Regions from separate parts of the Oryctolagus cuniculus genome. Here all the other regions are linked to region 1. Evidence: chromatin contacts called from public Micro-C data. All regions are on one chromosome and are shown on one strand. Each heading gives the region's core, a stretch centred on a gene start, on an enhancer-like site or on the middle of the called end of the contact. The rest is flanking DNA. Distances are from core to core; before and after follow the strand shown.

Region 1 (3,215 bases), core at 46-2,545:
GAGGCCCACATATCATGTGGGCAAATATTAAAAGTTATAAATTGGGACCCGCATTGTGGCACAGTAGGCAAAGCTGCCACCTGTGATACCAGCATCCCATATGGGTGCTGGTTTGAGTTCCAGCTGTTCTGCTTCCGATCCAGCTCCCTGTTAATGGCCTGGGCAAGCAGCAGAATATGGCCCAAGTGCTTGGGTCCCTGCACCCACAATGACAGACCTGTAAGAAACTCCTGGCTCCTGACTTTGGCTTGGCCCAATCCTGGCCATTGTGGCCATCTGGGGAGTGAACCAGGAGATGGAAGACTTCTCTCTCTTTTTGACTCTCCCTCTGTAACTCTGACTTTCAAATAAATAAGTAAGGGGCCAGTGCCGTGGCTCATTTGGCTAATCCTCCGCCTGCGGCGCCAGAATCCCATATGGGCACCGGGTTCTAGTCCCGGCTGCTCCTCTTCCAGTCCAGCTCTCTGCTGTGGCCCAGGAGTGCAGTGGAGGATGGCCCAAGTGCTTGGGCCCTGCACCCGCATGGGAGACCAGGGGGAGGCACCTGGCTCCTGGCTCCGGATAGGCGTAGCTCGGGCTGTGGCGGCTATTTGGGGAGTGAACCAACGGAGGGAAGACCTTTCTCTGTCTCTCCCTCTCACTGTCTGTAACTCTACCTGTCAAATAAATAAATAATCTTTAAAATAAATAAATAAATAAATAAATAAGTCTTTACAAACAAGTTATAAATCAAGTAAATTCAAAAAACTATCTTCCCCCCTTGATAAATATGACCTGAATGATTAAGTTTAAATTGTTTTGACTCCTTAACGTCTTGGATCTTGGAGGACCTTCCTCTTCAAACAGAATTGGATCTTACCTAACTTACAATCTATGTGAATGGAGGCAGGTCAGTTTCTGCAATATTCAAGGGACTGGCACTGGACATAAAACAGGTAACAAAATAATGACCTACCCTCATGGAACTTGAGTGTAGTGGGAGACAATCAACAGGCCCGCGAGCCGCAGGTGGAGCTTGATAACGGCTTAAGGAGCTGCTCCTCTCAGGGATCTCTGTGGTTTCCTTTGTGGAGGTGCAAGGTGGATGGTGACTCCCAAAACATCTGGGAACACGTGTGGGTGGTCGGCTGGTCACCATGCCTGGGCATCCAGGTAGAGCAAACTTCCAGCAACGTGTGGGACAGTCCTTTTGGGGAGTGCCCTTGTTCAGAGACAGGGCAAGGTTTTGCCTGATGACATGCAGGACTGCCGGGACGCAAGTTTGGAGACTCCCATCTCTTCTCTAGGTGCTCCGGAGTCCCTTGCGGATGGACGTGGCAGAGATGAAACGCGAGAGGGCCCAGCCGAACTTCGGCAAGGCTTTCCTGGAATCCACAAGCTGCAGGAGCAGGGCGGCTGCCCACACGCAGAGCACCACAGCGACACCTGGCTCTCCGCAGAGCCGCGTCGGGAAGCGGCCTCTCAGGGCGCACAGTCCCGCGCCGGGACCCGAGGGGGCGTGGCTGCGCGCAGTCGGCGCGGGGTCGAAGGGCACGCGGCGCCAGCGTCATGGCGGCCTCCGGGCTGGGCTCTGCCCGGGCCGCGCAGCGGTTCGGCGTCCTTGGCCTGTGCGGCCGCCGGTCACCCCGAGACCTGTGCGTGCGCGAGCGGCGGCTCCCGGGGCCGGCGGTGTCGGGGCGGAGCGTGGCGGTGGCCAGCGGGCTGGACGCGTCGGGCTCTGAGCAGTACTGCCTGGAGCTGCTGCGGTGAGGACCTCCGGCCGGGAGGAGGAAGTGGGGCTTCGAGAACAAGCACAGGGGCCGCACAATTGGGGCAGACGTCCTTGGTCTGCCCTCGCTTGTCACTTTGCCTGAAACTTTGATTTTAACCGAATAGAGCGTTATTTGCATGCATGCATAGCCTCTTAAGTTTTCATGACAATAGTAGCCAACTTGGAGTTTTTTCCTATGGGTCCGATACTATGCAGAGTACTTTACAAGTAATTTATTTGATCCTCATTACGGATTGTGATCGGGGTTGTGAAGATGAAAGCGTATTTTATTATATGAAAATCGTAAATTAGTCTAGTGCCTCGCACATAAATGAGGCACCGCGAGTACAATGTAAGTCATTGCTATTTCACTTAGTAGACAAGGAAATGGGGCTTTAGATAGATGAGGAAGAAACTTGCCTGAGGTTCCCTAGAATAACCTGGAAGTCAAGGGCTTGAGCAATGTTTTGTTGTCCCCAGTAGCTCTGGGAAGGCCTGGCACTTGGAAGTTGCTGCTTAATCATTTATGGAGGTGGATCGATCAGTCAGGTCCCTTGGTTCGTTGAAGCAGGGGCCAGCCTTGGAATCCAGACCTAATCTGCAGACAGTGATGGCTTGGCCCCTGCGCCCTTCATTGGAAACTGGTAACAGGTCTCAAAGTACCTGAGCTCAAGGACTTCTGGGAAGTACTAGAGTAAACTGAACTACCCTGGATTTGATTGAGAAAGTCAAACAGTAGTTTTAAAATGCCATTTTAGTGAAAAGTGACATGGCACAACAACGTACACTTATTTCAGTGTTTTGTTTTTAATCACCTCTTAAACATTGTGTTCCTCCCCTATCTTATTTGTATTACTTATCTAAGATACAAGATAGCAATAGTGGAAATCAGGGCATTCAGAACTGGGTGGAGGGGAGGTGGGGTGGGGGCTGGCTGCGTGGGATAGTTTGCTAAGCCTAAGCCTGTTCCTGTGGGTTGTTTCCTGCCTGCTCCTTTTCTGATCCAGCTCTCTGCTGTGGCCTGGGAAAGCAGTGGAGGATGGCCCATGTGCTTGGGCTCTTGCATCCATGTGGGAGACCTGAAGAGGCTCCTGGCTCCGGATCAGCTCAGTTGCAGCCGTGGGGCTATTTGGGGGTGAACCAGTGGATGGAAGACCTTTCTTTCTGTCTGTAGCTCTGCCTCTCAAATAAATAAATAAAATCTTAAAAAAAAAAACCAAAAACCTGTAAAGCGGGGCGCCAGTGCTGTTAGTGTGTTAAGCTGCTGTGTGCAGTGCTGGCATCCCATATGGGGTGCTGGTTCAAGTTGGCTGCTCCAAATGGCCACAATGACTGGGGCTGGGCCAGGTTGAAGCCAGGAGCTTCTTTTGGGTCTCCCATGTGGTTGCAGGAGCCCAAGTATTTGGGCTGTCTTCCACTGCTTTCCCAGGTGCATTAGCAGGGAGCTGGATTGGAAGTGGAGTAG
Region 2 (2,872 bases), core at 68-2,567, 160 kb before region 1:
GCCAGGGCGGCTGCACAACGTGGAGCGGCTGCGGATGTAAACACAGCCTGGGGCGCCGCGGGACACGTGCGCCGCGCGCCAGCCGCCGGAGCCCGGGAGCCCGGGGCCGCCTCTGCCCCGCCTCGGTGGCCACGCTCCGGGATGGCGTCTGCAGCCGAGGTACGTTCCAGCCCTGTTTTCCCGTCCCTGCTCCCCGTGGGCTGGCTTACTGCTCCCCCAGCCCGCCCCTTCTAGCAGCTGCCCGCGCGGGAAACGCTCACGCCGGCCTGCCTTTCCTCTCCTCCAAACCCGGTCCCCGCAGGACAAAACAGCTTTCGGGGACGGACAGGGATGGCATTTCCCCCTCCCGCAAGCGCGGCGGCCCCCGGGGCTCCTGCTGCCGAGAACGGTCGCCTCCACGTGCAGGCCTCGGGCCCGCCCGCCGCGCCCCGCCCCGCCGCCAGCGCGCCCTGCAGAGCCCGCGCGAGCCGCCTGCGCGGGAGGGAACCGCCCGCCTCCGAGCGCTCGCGGTTGGCGCCAGGCCCGGCGCGTTTCCTCAGCTTTCCCCCGGAGTTTAAGCTTCAGGGCCCCCAGCTCTCTCTGTGTATGCCCCCCGCCCCAAGACTGCACATCCCCGAGCGGGACGTGCGGACGGTACTCCGTCAGCGGGCTTTGCGCGCACGGCTGCAGGAACAAAGCCCCTCGGGGCGGAGGCTCCCCGGAACCCGCGGCAGCCGGGGCCGGAGGCGGTAGACCGGCGTCCGACCTCCCCGGCCCCGAGCGCGGAGCCCTTCCCGAGATGCACCAGGCGGCGGGGCTGCCCGCCCGGCCTTTGTGCTCCGGGACCTGCGCTCTCCCGGCGCTCCGGCCGGCGAGTCTTAAGCATGCTTCCCCTTTCGATACCGTTTCACGACCCCGCCAGAGGTGTTCTCTCCCCCGGTTTTACGCCTAAGGGGCTTGCCCGTGGTGATGCAGAGTGAGAAGGGGTCCTTGCCCTGTTTGCGATGGCTCCCTCTGCAGCCGTTCAGGCGCTGCGTGGAGCTCTAGCATCCTGAAGGCCAGGAAAGGGAGTCTCCCACAGGCTTGGCGTTAGCTGAGCGCCAGCGAAACTGGCGGCCTACAGAAGCTGCTGGAAATACACTGGGAGCCGGGAATGTCTGTTACCATGGTGCGGTTAGCCTCTGAGTATTGTACACCCAACTCTCTTAACAGAAACATACGTGGGTCCTCCCCTGGACTAGGATGTGCCTAGAGAGCTTTGGTGGTGAAGCAGAAATTGGGAACAATCCCAAGACAGCCCGGCGGCATCCCAAGTACCTGGTCAGACAGATGGGTCTGTAAGGAACGTGGGCTCGCCGTCTGCGCTGGTGCAGGTCACTAGATCCCTCTGAGCGCTGCTTTTCTCTGGAAAAGATGTAACAAGACACTCGTCTCCAGGGTTGTTTTAAAGGGTAAATTTGATCAGAGAGAGAGAGATGCTGTCTCCCATATGTACCTGTCACAGGGCAGATGTTCAGTAAGCGTTAGCTCCTCTTGCTTTTATCCACCCCGCTTTGCCAGTAGAAATTTAAAAGTTATTTGAAGGACTATACATGAAACAAGGCTGAGTTATAAAATTTCTGTTTCCGGAATGTTTAGTCATCCTTTATGGGTACCTACGTTAGGCATCATAGTTCAGTTTTTCACCCTTGCTTCATGTTTTCACATGTTCATTTTAAGCTTCCTCTTTTCATTGTTTTTTTTTTTTTTTAATTTATTTTATTTATTTGAAAGAGTTACAGAGAGGTAGAGACAGAGAAGTCTTCCATCTGCTGGTTCACTCCCCCAGGTGGTTGCAGTGGCAGGAGCTGTGCCAATCAGGAGCCAGGAGCTTCTTTCCAGTCTCCCACGTGGGTGCAGGGGCCCAAGGACTTGGGCCATCCTCCACTGCTGTCCCCCGCCACAGCAGAGAGCTGGATCAGAAGAGGAGCAGCCGAACTAGAACCGTGCCCATGTGGGATGCCGGCGCCTCGAGCCAGGGTGTTCACCCACTGTGCCGCAGCACCGGCCCCTTCACTCAGTTTTAAAACTCACCTACTTTGGAATACCTGAAATTCTTTTATACTTGCAATAATTTCAGAAAATGTTTAACACTTTCTAAAGTACCTTTTTCCTATTGTACAAGCAAAGTTAAAACATCATGTTGAATAAACTGTTGACCATGTGTGTCTTTTGGGCAGTTATTTGATTGCCCCCACAGTATTTCTGGGGGAAGAAAAACGAGATTCTTGGAGACATAGGTTTAAAAAGACAACCAGGGCCAGCGCCGCGGCTCACTAGGGTAATCCTCCACCTTGCGGCGCCGGCACACCCGGTTCTAGTCCCGGTCGGGGCGCCAGATTCTGTCCCGGTTGCCCCTCTTCCAGGCCAGCTCTCTGCTGTGGCCAGGGAGTGCAGTGGAGGATGGCCCAAGTATTTGGACCCTGCACCCCATGGGAAACCAGGATAAGTACCTGGCTCCTGCCATCGGATCAGCGCAGTGCGCCAGCCGCGGCGGCCACTGGAGGGTGAACCAACGGCAAAGGAAGACCTTTCTCTCTGTCTCTCTCTCTCACTGTCCACTCTGCCTGTCAAAAAAAAAAAACCAAAAAAAAAAACCAGGCCCAGCACATCCTTGTCTTGCTTCTGTGCCTTTGTTCTGCCTGCCCTGTGCTCTACAGTTCTACTCACATCACAGCAATCAACTGTTCAACTGTGCTTTATATCCAGGTAGGCCTTGGACCTTGTTTTGCTAACTCTTTATAGCCAGTACCCAGCAACTGAAAGGCAGATGTAGTAGGGTTTGGTTAAATGCTGATGTAAATTGTTCATAGGATATCCTATTTAACAGAGCTGTCACTCTGTAGGTTGGAGT
Region 3 (3,176 bases), core at 648-3,147, 240 kb before region 1:
GCCCATATGGGATGCCAGCGCTGCAGGTGGAGGATTAACCAAGTGAGCCACGGCGCCAGCCCCTTTTGCATTTTTGAAGTGTTGAAAGCAGCCTGAGTATTGTGGGAGATCACCAGCAGCCCTTTAATGCGGAAACCTTTGGCAAATTATAATTCTGCAATCTTTACTTTTCTCAATGGCTGAAAGGTAGTTAGAGCTGATTATAGGCAGAAATAATAATGTACAGTGTATGGAAGTAATATGCAAATTGAAAAGTACTATGTAATATTAGCTAACATTTATCAATATTTCTAGGTGGCAGATCCTCTTTAATAGGCTTCCCTGGATTGGTTGTTGTGGGCATTTGAGGAGTGAACAAGCAGATGGAAGACCCCTCTCTGTTACATTGCCAAAGAAAGAAAGGAAGAAAGAAATCTACTAAAAAAAGAGAGGCTTATCTGTATTATCTCATTTACTTGTATTATCCTTAAGCTGTGCTTCTTAATGTTTTTTAAAAAATTATTTATTATTTTCACTTTATCTGAAAGGCAAAGAAAGAGAGAGAATCTTCCATCTTCTATCCATCCAATGGTTCACTCCCTAGATACCCACAAGAGGCAGGGCTGGGCCAGGCCAGGGTCATCTCCGTCTCCCACAGGGGGTGGCAGAGACCCAGTTATTCCAGCTGTCATCGGCTGCCTCCCAGGACACACTTTAGCAGGAAGCTGAATCAGAAGCGGAGCAGCCAGGGCTTGAACTGGGCACTCTGATGTGGGATGCAGGTGTCCCAAGTATCCTAACCACCAGTCTAAATGGCTGCCCGCTATATTTAAAAAACTGTGGCATTCCATTGCTCTGTATATAGGATAGCTATAAAAAGACTTAAAGAGCAATAAATATACCACTTATGCTAACTTTGAAATAAATATAGTGTTGAAATATTTGCAGGATTGAAGACTGCAGACTTAATGAGTTCATAAAACCTTCTATCACCCCAGCTTTACAAATATAGGCGCCTATCCAAAGTGAATGGTAGACTTGAAAGTTTACATTCTTGGGGCTGGTGCTGTGGCTCACTTGGTTAATCCTCCGCCTGCGGCGCCGGCATCCCATATGGGCACCCGGTTCTAGTCCCAGTTGCTCCTCTTCCAGTCCAGATCTCAGATGTGGCCCGGGAGTGCAGTGGAGGATGGCCCAAGTGCCTGGGCCCTGCACCTGCATGGGAGACCAGGAGGAAGCACCTGGCTCTTGGCTTCGGATCAGCGGGGTGCGCTGGCCGCGGCGGCCATTTGGGGAGTGACCCAACAGAAGGAAGACCTTTCTGTCTCTCTCTCTCACTGTCTGTAACTCTGTCAAATAAATAAATAAAAATCTTTAAAAAAAAAAAAAAAGAAAGAAAGCTTACACTCTTAACGCATTTCCCCCCTTTTCATTGTGAATAAAAAAATACAAGAACATTGCCAGTGGAGGTTAATGTAGAACAGGTTTAATAATCCTCTAGCGAGGATATCAAGAACAGTAATTAGGAGCTGAATATTGACAGCTGGTCCTGCGACACAGGGAAAGGCGGGATCGCACTGTCCGCTGTCATCAGTCCAGAAGGGGGCGGAGGCTGCTACCCACCATGGCGGAGGAAATCTTAGAAACGAAGTGCGGAAAGTGAAAGCTCACACTTTGCCTGGCTCACAACTAGAACTCGTCGTGCTTTTGTCTCCTAAGAAAACACCAAGGCCCCTTGCAACCCCAGGTGGAGTTGCTTCAGTTTCTCCCTGACGAAATCCCAGAGAACCCGGAAAGCCCACTTGCAGGTCTGCGTCACGCCGCGCCGTCTCCCAGGGCAACCGGGAGAGGGCGTGGCCCGGCAACCTGTCCCGCCCCCTTCCTACGACTCGAAGAACCATTGGTCCGGGGGCGGGACGACTGCGGTGGCGGCGGCGCAGCGAGGCGGATCCAGCTGCTAACTTTGGCTGGCTCGCGTCGCCATTTTGGGTTGTGTGAATTTCCGGGCCTTTTAGAGTGAGGCCTCTTTCCCGGAGGGTGTCGCGGACCGCAGATCTGAGGCCCGAGTCCGAGTGTCAGGTTGGAGCCAGGAAGTGTCCCTGGAGGTAGCGGCGGCGGGGGCAGGATGAGCGCGGAGGCGGCGGACCGGGAGGCGGCCACCTCCAGCCGGCCCTGCACTCCGCCGCAGACGTGCTGGTTCGAGTTCCTGCTGGAGGAGTCGCTGTTGGAGAAGCATCTGCGTAAGCCCTGCCCCGGTAAGCGGGATGCGGCTAACGGCGTTGGGGCCCCGGCCTTCCTGGAACCCCGAGTCTTTTAGGCCGCCTGAAGCCGCGGTGTGCAAGGCGTGGACGGGGCCCGAGCCCAGGCTAGAACGTCCCCGTGCGGGCACAGCCGTGGAGGGTCACAGAGAAGTTCAAAACAAAGGCCCTCCCGCCCCCCGAGGGGCGGACTCGTCGCTGTCAGCCGTCCGCGTGGGTCCTCGCCGCGTGTGTCTTGTGTTTGCTTGAGTTGGCGAGCCTGGTAGGGACGTCGTCTTTGCAGAATCCTGGGCTACATAAATTCAGAGAGGTGGGCAGCTAACAGTTGTGCTGATTTCCCGACGCGAATTAGTTGCTACCTTAGCTCCTTAGCTGTTTTGTTCCTCAGTGAGGGGAACATATTCCAAAGTTGGGCTGTATATGAAAATACTAAAATCTTTGAAAGCCAAAACTGCTGTACAGTTGTAAGATGGTTATGCTTTAGTGATGGTAATGATAAATATACTAGTGAAGGAGGCATTGTCGAGAAAGGAGGAAAACTCCAGGCATTTCTGGAACGGGGTACTGATGTGAAAGGCTAAGCTCCTTGAATAGCATTTTACTGAGTTCAGATCCAAGTGAAATAAACCAGTCCCAAAGGGACAAATATGTTCTCCCTGATCCGGGACAACTAACTGAGCACCTAAAAGGAAACCTGTTGAAGTGAAATGGATACTATGAGAAACAATGACACAATCAAAAAAAAAAAAAAAAAAAGTCCAAGTGTGGCTTGTTCAGGGTCATAGAGCAGCCTTATCTGATGGAGACACTTATCTTGTGTCTTGCCTTTTTGTTGTTGTTATTTGAAAGGCACAGTTAGAGAGAGAGGGAGAGCACTTCCATCTGCTGGTTTACTCCCCAGATGGTGACTGGTAGCACCTGGCCAGGCCAGAAGCTAGG

What was found. A called contact is a pair of places that touch in the nucleus more often than the background predicts.
Region 2: a Micro-C map of ear pinna shows a contact between it and region 1, with 5 times the contacts expected there. The contact joins the promoter of CCNE2 here to the promoter of TP53INP1 in region 1. A contact is called at or near these places in 2 of 6 Hi-C or Micro-C datasets (ear pinna and an unstated tissue).
Region 3: a Micro-C map of ear pinna shows a contact between it and region 1, with 6 times the contacts expected there. The contact joins the promoter of INTS8 here to the promoter of TP53INP1 in region 1. A contact is called at or near these places in 3 of 6 Hi-C or Micro-C datasets (ear pinna, psoas muscle and an unstated tissue).

Annotation. Positions count from the first base shown.
Region 1 is chr6:120,446,600-120,449,814 of mOryCun1.1, forward strand. TP53INP1 (tumor protein p53 inducible nuclear protein 1) reads right to left here and starts at 1,296. Exons shown (of 4, transcript XM_070075326.1): 1 at 956-1,296. It overlaps NDUFAF6 (NADH:ubiquinone oxidoreductase complex assembly factor 6), which reads left to right and starts at 1,511. Exons shown (of 8, transcript XM_051844631.2): 1 at 1,511-1,745. The coding sequence starts at 1,549.
Region 2 is chr6:120,291,488-120,294,359 of mOryCun1.1, forward strand. CCNE2 (cyclin E2) reads right to left here and starts at 1,318. Exons shown (of 12, transcript XM_070075321.1): 1 at 1,297-1,318. LOC127490736 (a long non-coding RNA gene) reads left to right here and starts at 28. Exons shown (of 2, transcript XR_007919113.2): 1 at 28-159.
Region 3 is chr6:120,201,726-120,204,901 of mOryCun1.1, forward strand. It overlaps INTS8 (integrator complex subunit 8), which reads left to right and starts at 1,898. Exons shown (of 27, transcript XM_002710696.5): 1 at 1,898-2,234. The coding sequence starts at 2,105.